2 separate regions of the Camelus bactrianus genome follow, and region 2 is linked to region 1. Evidence: chromatin contacts called from public Hi-C data. All regions are on one chromosome and are shown on one strand. The core of a region is the stretch at or near the end of the contact, and the rest is flanking DNA. Distances in the headings are between cores, read along the strand shown. Region 1 holds the start of TIMM22 (translocase of inner mitochondrial membrane 22). Region 2 holds the start of MRM3 (mitochondrial rRNA methyltransferase 3).

What was found. Hi-C and Micro-C count contacts between places; a contact is called where the count stands out from the background.
Region 2: a Hi-C map of liver shows a contact between it and region 1, with 4 times the contacts expected there. The contact joins the promoter of MRM3 here to the promoter of TIMM22 in region 1. A contact is called at or near these places in 2 of 2 Hi-C or Micro-C datasets (blood and liver).

What each region holds. Positions count from the first base shown.
Region 1 is chr16:40,370,707-40,374,395 of ASM4877302v1, reverse strand. It overlaps TIMM22 (translocase of inner mitochondrial membrane 22), which reads left to right and starts at 1,979. Exons shown (of 4, transcript XM_045519010.2): 1 at 1,979-2,261. The coding sequence starts at 2,024.
Region 2 is chr16:40,516,048-40,519,736 of ASM4877302v1, reverse strand. MRM3 (mitochondrial rRNA methyltransferase 3) reads left to right here and starts at 1,577. Exons shown (of 5, transcript XM_045519005.2): 1 at 1,577-1,931; 2 at 2,185-2,429. The coding sequence starts at 1,618. GLOD4 (glyoxalase domain containing 4) reads right to left here and starts at 1,553. Exons shown (of 9, transcript XM_010958222.3): 1 at 1,383-1,553. The coding sequence starts at 1,472.

The DNA.
Region 1 (3,689 bases), core at 730-3,229:
ATAGGTCAAAAGCAAAAAGAATTAAGAAATAATAAAAAAAAATCTAACAATTACACTTGACTGAGGACAAGGCACAAATGAAAGAAATGACACGGAATCTAGAAGTCCAAACTCACCTCTCCAACACCAATGGCCATATTTTATTCAGAATGATTCGGAGCCATCACTTCTAGCTCCAGAAGAGATTATCAAAAGCAGACAACTGGGAATGGGAATGTTTGAGGAAGCACTAAACTTGGACAGAAGCATGTGTGTCTTCCTGGGCACAAGTTGTAAAAGCAACACACAGAGTTTGGACTTTCCCGTGGCACAAAGAACTCTGAGCAGGGTGCGTGATCAAGCTTTGTGATCATTCTGCTGAAGGTCAGGAGAAGAGCAAGGTAGGAGGCACGCAGATCAATTATGAGCCTATTAGAAGAAAACTGACTAGAGCCCAAACCAGAGCAATGAGTCTAAAAAGAAAGGATGGATTTGAAAAATATTTACAAAGTCTGTAGGGGATGCAGGAAGCCTGGAATCTGACACAGATGGAGCATTCACTCAGGACGGGCAGGTTTGAGGAGGAAAATAAATTCTAATTTAGGTTCACCCCAACCCGTAGCCCCATAACAGCGTCCACCTGTGTGGGTGCACAAGAAAAGTGACACTCCCTTAGATGAACCCTCTAGTCTGCCTCTCAGATCTGCATCCCTAGCCTTGGGGACCCTGATTTGAAGACATGACTTTTTTTTTTTTTTTTTTTTTTCTAACTGCTCCCTGATGGGTTCAGGCTGTTCTTTGCTTTCTGCAGCCTCCTGCTGGGGCTGGAAGCTTCCATCCTTTTGCTGCCAGTTCACAGCCCTGAGCATTTCTACCAACCCCCACACTGATGCTGCATCCTGAGTCCTCAGAAAGCCCATGTGGGGCCAAAGTCTCTTCTTTTGGGGAGGGATGGGGGATGGAAGTTTCCCCCTAAAAGCCAAGCTGGCCTCAGCATCCTGAGTCCCGTTCCCGCTCTCAATCCTACAAACTCTTCTTGTCCAAATGAGGTACCAAGGCCTGAGCAATGCCTTCGATGCCTGACTCTCTTATTCTGCTGTCTGATCAGTCCAGATACATTACTAGTCTGGATGGATACAACAATTGGAGATCTATTTTAGTACCATAAAAACTACAGCAAAAGTTTTTCTGGGTTCATATACAGTGTTCTCTCAGTTAACTTTCAGAATCTGAGTTTGCCAGCCAGGAAACACTTTAATTAGTTTAGTATAATACAAATTTGGCTTTTCGTGGCTATGCTAGTCCCACAGCCCTAATTCCATTAACAACTGGCTGGAGTGAGTAGCAGCCTTGCTCTCCATCCCGCCACAGCCACCTCCACTTCCCATCACCATCCTGGATTTTTCTTAAGTGTGCTAGGCTAGCTTCACTTATTCGTTCACTCATTTTTCTGGCCCCCTCTCTCCTCAAAGGTTTAATTATTGAAAAAAACTATCCCACCATTTATACCACGCTTTCATGTTTACTTACAAAGCACCTTCCCCCACTGACAACTCACAACATCCGCAAGGAATTAGTAGGCTAGAAGGGCCAGTGGTGAGGCGCGCGCACCCCCTGCTGGCGCCCCGGCGCGCTGTAGCCTCACCCCGCTCCCGCCTGTCCAGAGCTGGAGAGGAGGCCGAGACGCGAGGGCCCGGGCAAGGCTTCCTGGGAAATGTCTGGTGTGTACGTGTTACAACTACAAGTCCCGGTACGCACCGCGCTCAGCCCCGAAGATGAGGACACTTTCTGGTGACTCTGAATCTTGTCAGTGCCGTTGGGAATGCTGCACAGGCCTGATTCAGTATTCACAGGAGGTTTTGGGAGAACACAACTCCTCCGCTGGGTGCTCACAAACAGGCTTTGCTTCCGCGGCTTCCTCGGACTCGCTCGGTGTGGCGAATCTGCCGTTGCGGCACGATGGCTGGGCGCGCAGGGCCCTACGGGAAGCTTGTGGAATCTGCCGTGGGAAGAATGACGCCAGGTTTCTGGGGCTCCTATCGTCATGGCGGCCACGGCCCCCGGTACCGGGGACTCCGCGCCTGAAGCGGCGGCTTCCGCCGAAGCCCCGCTGCAGTACAGCCTTCTTCTGCAGTACCTGGTGGGTGACAAGCGTCAGCCCCGGGTCCTGGAGCCTGGGAGCCTGGGCGGGATCCCGAGTCCCGCCAAGAGTGACGAGCAGAAGATGATCGAGAAGGCGATGGAAAGCTGCGCCTTCAAGGCGGCGCTGGCCTGTGTGGGAGGTGAGGCGACGTGGGGGGCATTTAAGAGGCTGAGAGCTTGGAAGGCAGCGGGGTCCCTTTCCAAGAAGGCCGCGCACCTGGGAGGCGTGGAGCCCGTGGGCCTTGACCTTGACCAGTCTCCACCTGGTTCAGTGAACTCGAGCAGCGCGTCCCTAGACCCCAGTATTGTCTCTCGTCTCTGGAAATCGGGTCAGAGAATAGGTCCTGGGTCAGGGCCTTGGGGGTATAAGATGCTCGACCTCATTCATTCATTCATTCATTCGGTTTTAAATAATGATTTTTCAGCAAATTGTTACTGAGCAACTATCACGTGCCTGGCAGTGGAGAGACAGGGCGAGAGCCTTGTCCTCACGAGGCTAATATTTTAATATACATAGAAGTAAAAATGTTGAGAAGGAGCCTGGAGGAGAGTGCTGCAGACATAGGGAATAGTACCTGCAATGGTCTTGAGGTTAGAAAAAAACCCAGAAAAACCACTGTGGCCAGTGTGACTAGACAGAGGGGGAATGAGGGGGAAAGAAGTCGACTTGGCTTTTTTTTTTTTTTTTTTTTTTGAGGATTTGAGAGTGTAGGTGTTCTTCCTGTGTGCAGAGTAAAGAGGCTGACCACAGTTGCAGATGAGTTGCAATCTCATTGAGAATGAAAGGCAGTTAAGAAACGAGCGTGGTGAGAGTAACAATGTGAAGTAGGGTAGAAAGAAGAAGGAGATTTTTTTTTTGGTTGGGGGAAGGCCACAAGAGGAGGTGAGACTGGAGCCATGTCTTGAAGGATGAGAGAATGAGGGTATACAAAGAGGAGGGGAACTGTCATTTCAAGATGGGAGTGGAGGGAGGGGTTTGAGCTTTTTACCTGCAGGCATTAGGGCAGTAACTGATGATTTTTTAGAGGGTAACTGGTGGTAATGAGCATGAGGACTCAGGGTGGAGTGTGGCAAAAAGAAGAAAAGTCTGTAGATAGGGAGACCGAATAGGAGATTTGCTAGACTGAAGCTCTCTGAGACGTGGACTGGGTCTTTGTTCATCACTGTGTCAGATCCTAAAAAATCACTTATCTGTTGAAATGGTGGATGAATCTTTGGAGTGCTCCAGGTTGGAAGTGATAAAGGCCCTAGATTAGGATGATAATTGTGAACTTAGGGTTACAGTGGAAAGCAAAGAGCAGTCAGAAATGCCCCTGAAGTTTGGACCGAGAGTGATTGGAAAGAAGGAGCCTTAAGTAGGAGTCTGGAGGGGAGGTGCCCATGATTTCGTTGAACATATAGTGACCTTGAGGTGGTGAGAGAAGATTCATATGGAAATGTCCAGCAGGCTCAGGAAGTCAGCTGTGAACAGCAGTGTGGGGACTGTCATTTGGTAGCTTTGTGACCTTAGGGAAGTCACTTAACTTTTCTGAGCCTCAGTTTCTTCAGCTAGTGAAAGGAGAAAATGC
Region 2 (3,689 bases), core at 328-2,827, 150 kb before region 1:
CACCCTTTAATCAATGAGGAAACATATTAAGGAAGAGCTCTGTGGTTTTTCCACCACTTATTAAATTTCAACTTCCGTTACCATTAGCAATGTACAAATCTTATTCTCACTCCGATCCTAGGCCAGGAACTTGAATTCAGGACAGATACCAGGGTCATTTTCATTTCTGCCACCAAAGCTCAACACAGAACTGTGAATGGGGTGATATTTTTTAATTGACTGGTGAGTTCAGGTAACTCCCTTTGCATTCCACATCTTTAGTGTCTACATTCAATTGCACTCTTGCACACTGTAAACAAAGAATGTTGCCCGCCATTTCACTTCTACAAGGACCCAGCCCTCAGCCTTGCAGTCACCAACTAACAGTGCACCCTGAGGGGAATTCAGGGTGGAGAAAAACAAGAAATATTCCATGCTTGGGATACTGGCCCTGGATATTTAAGATGCATATCTAAGGAATAATTTCAACGAACCCAGATTTTTGCATCTTCCCATACATAGAAAAGCATAAAATCATTAACTTGAGATATCTGTTTTTTTTGTGATTACCAGTAACCTTTTGATGTTGGGTATTTTTTTCCCCCAGCCAAAAATTCATACATATCCTGGCTCCTTCCTTACCTCTTCAGAGCAATTCCTCAGAGGTATCTGAGAAGCTGTCTCCCAGGCTACAGTTCTCAGTAAGGTCCCCAAATAAAATGTATCCCTCAAATTTTAGGTTGCTCCTTTTTCTTTCAGTTGACAACATCTTAAGCCCCTGCTTATCAAGAGCACCCCAACAGCTTCCACATGGCGTTTGCCACCCACGTGACTCATGCAGAATCACAGCTGCTCAGGGCTTGAGAGCGGCTACTCCCAGGTGTTGGAGAGGAGAATAGATTCTGACTTCACACTGAGATCTGGACTACTGAGAGGAGAGTTGGAGCATTCACCCAGAGAGATTAAGTATTCGAAAGAGACCATTCAAACCAGCCCCAAGAGAAGCAGAACTCTGAATATGCTAATACCTAAACCGAAAGAGACTGAGTCACTGTTCACTGGAAGAATATTACATAACTTTTTATTGATTTACTGTCTTTCCCGCTAGACTGAAAGCTCCACAAGGATAGGAACTCAATAAACATTTGTGAACGAACGTTAATGGAAGGATGTGCTTAGACACACAGTCAGTGACTAATAAGTCTGAGCCCCCTTTCAAAGGCCATGCAACCTAACCCGCGACTCGCGACGTTTCCTGAAGCTGAAAACCTTACAGAGCTAATGGAAAGTTCAGGGGCTGTGGCTGGAATTCACATCACACCCGTTTCTCCCCTCCTTCGGCCAGGTGGGCCTCAGCCGCCCGCGACCCCCTCGCGCGCCAGCCCCTCTGGCCCCGTCTGCACCTTCATTCCCAGGACATCACGATAGAAACTCGCTGTCTGGAAGCGGTTTCCCACTTTGAACACGAAGTGCAGAGCTCTACGAGTCGCCATGACCAGCAAAACCACCGAGACCACCGACACCACTCACGTTTCACGCGTAGAGCACCGCCCCGCCCCCAGAGGACGCAGGCGGGTCGGTAACGTCATTGGCCGCCGCCGGCGCGCTTTCTTGACGCAGGCCCCCTCGCGGGGGAACATGGCGGCGCTGTTGAATCGCGTGGGCTGGGCAACGCGACCTGTGCTGCCAGTGGTCCAGATTTGGGACCTTGACGCGCGGCGCTGGGTCCGGGCGCTGCGGCGAAGCCCCGTGAAAGTGGTGTTTCCATCCGGTCAGGTGGTGGAACGGAAGCCCAGTCCCGGGAAGCAGCCCCGGAAGGCGGCGGCGGAGGCCAGTCCCCGCGAGCAGCGGCTGAAGCAGCCGTTTCAGGTCCCCCCATCTCAGACACCAAGCACCTGGGAAGAGTCCGGGCTTCGCTATGATAAGGCTTTCCCTGGAGACAAAAGGCTGAGGTGATGTGTTTCTGAGACTTACCGAGTATTCCTATTTCTCTTCCCACCTCACAGAAGGATCTTGACCTCTCCTCCCATTGGAAGACTTCCAGTACAATTCGCTGGATTTTATGATGCACGGAAGGCAGAATAAGTGTCTTTTTTCAAATTCGTTTGTTTCTTTCTCTGTCAAGCTCCTCCAGTCTGTTAGAATTAGGTGTGTCTCCGTAACGAGGATGTTGGTAATTAACTGTCTTTTTATTTCCACCCACAGCAGTGTGATGACAATAGTTAAGTCCAGGCCATTTCGGGAAAAGCAAGGGAAGATTCTGCTGGAAGGTCGTAGGCTGATCGCAGACGCTCTCAAGGCTGGTGCTGTGCCCAAAGTTTTCTTCTTTAGCCGTCTGGACTACATAAAGGAGCTGCCCATTGAGAAGCTGAAAGGTGTTGGCCTCATTAAGGTGAAATTTGAGGATATCAAGGATTGGTCCGACCTAGTGACACCACAAGGAATAATGGGTTAGTGGTTATTATACAGTTTGTCTCTAGAAGTAGAGACCTAGGATTATTTTTTCATACTTGTCTCAGGGCAACAAATTTTATTTAAACCAAATTCAAACATTACTGCCTAACTTTTTCTTAAAACACCCAGAAAAATTTATGCATCTTGTATTTCAGTGGAAACTGAAGACAGTTTTTCTTCATCATTTGTTTGTGGTTTTTTATAGTCTTTAGGAATTTTTGAGGTCACTTCTTCAATCTTTAATGTCCAATTAAAGATTAAGAAAATGTTTACCAAAATACCCTCCATTTCCACAAAACTTCTGCCAGTGTGGCTGATACCTATATATCACTGACCCCCTTATTCTAGAAGCAGGTCTGAGCAGTAAGCTACAATTTATTGCTCTGTTTAGCTCATTGAACAGGAAACCTTGTTTTCATTTGGTGAAATCCAACTCAAGATTCTAATAGACTGTGATGTTTGTATGCACTTAGAAAGTTTTTTTTTCCTAAATATAGAGGAGTTATCTTCAAGATTCTAATGTTTAAGCCAGGGCCTGTCAAATAAGTTGTGCATGTATTCCCTGTAGTGAGCTCACTGTGCAGCTGTTTGTTGGGAGAGGAAATTTTGGAGACCATCTCTTGTTTCTATAACCCAGCATATCACAGGGATCTGTGCTTCTGCTCTCAGAACTCTCCCCTTGGGTGGGGACTTGGACTACTAAAATTCTCCACTCACTCTTGTTAACTATACCTCCCTAATCCCTACTCCATGCTGCAGTGAAAGTGTCACTCATTTTTACCATGCTTGCCATTTTGGGCATGTGTGTCAACAGTGGCTAGCCCCTTCTGGACTTCTGTAACCCCCTTCATTATTATGACTGCTTTCATCATTTCATGGCTTTTAAAAACATGTTGGGGAGGGTGTAGTTCAGTGGTAGAGCATGTGCTTAGCATGCACGAAGTCCTGGTTTCAATCCCCAGTACTTCCATTAAAATAAATAAACATAATTACAACCTTCCCCCCAAAAAAGCTATATTATTTAGATTCTCCTTACCCTGTTTTATTTCAGATTTGAGGAGGGGGTAAAAGGAGAAATAGATAAGATCTAGTACTACCTCTCAGACATTAGGCACATCTCTGAAATCCAGTAATGTAAATGGGTCCTCTAGAAGTGGAGTTCTCATACCACAGCCCTTCAACCAGAAGTTAAAGGACTTCTGAGGTCCTCTGTCCCACTGGTCTTGTGGCTATCTGTGACTCTTAAGTGCCAGGTC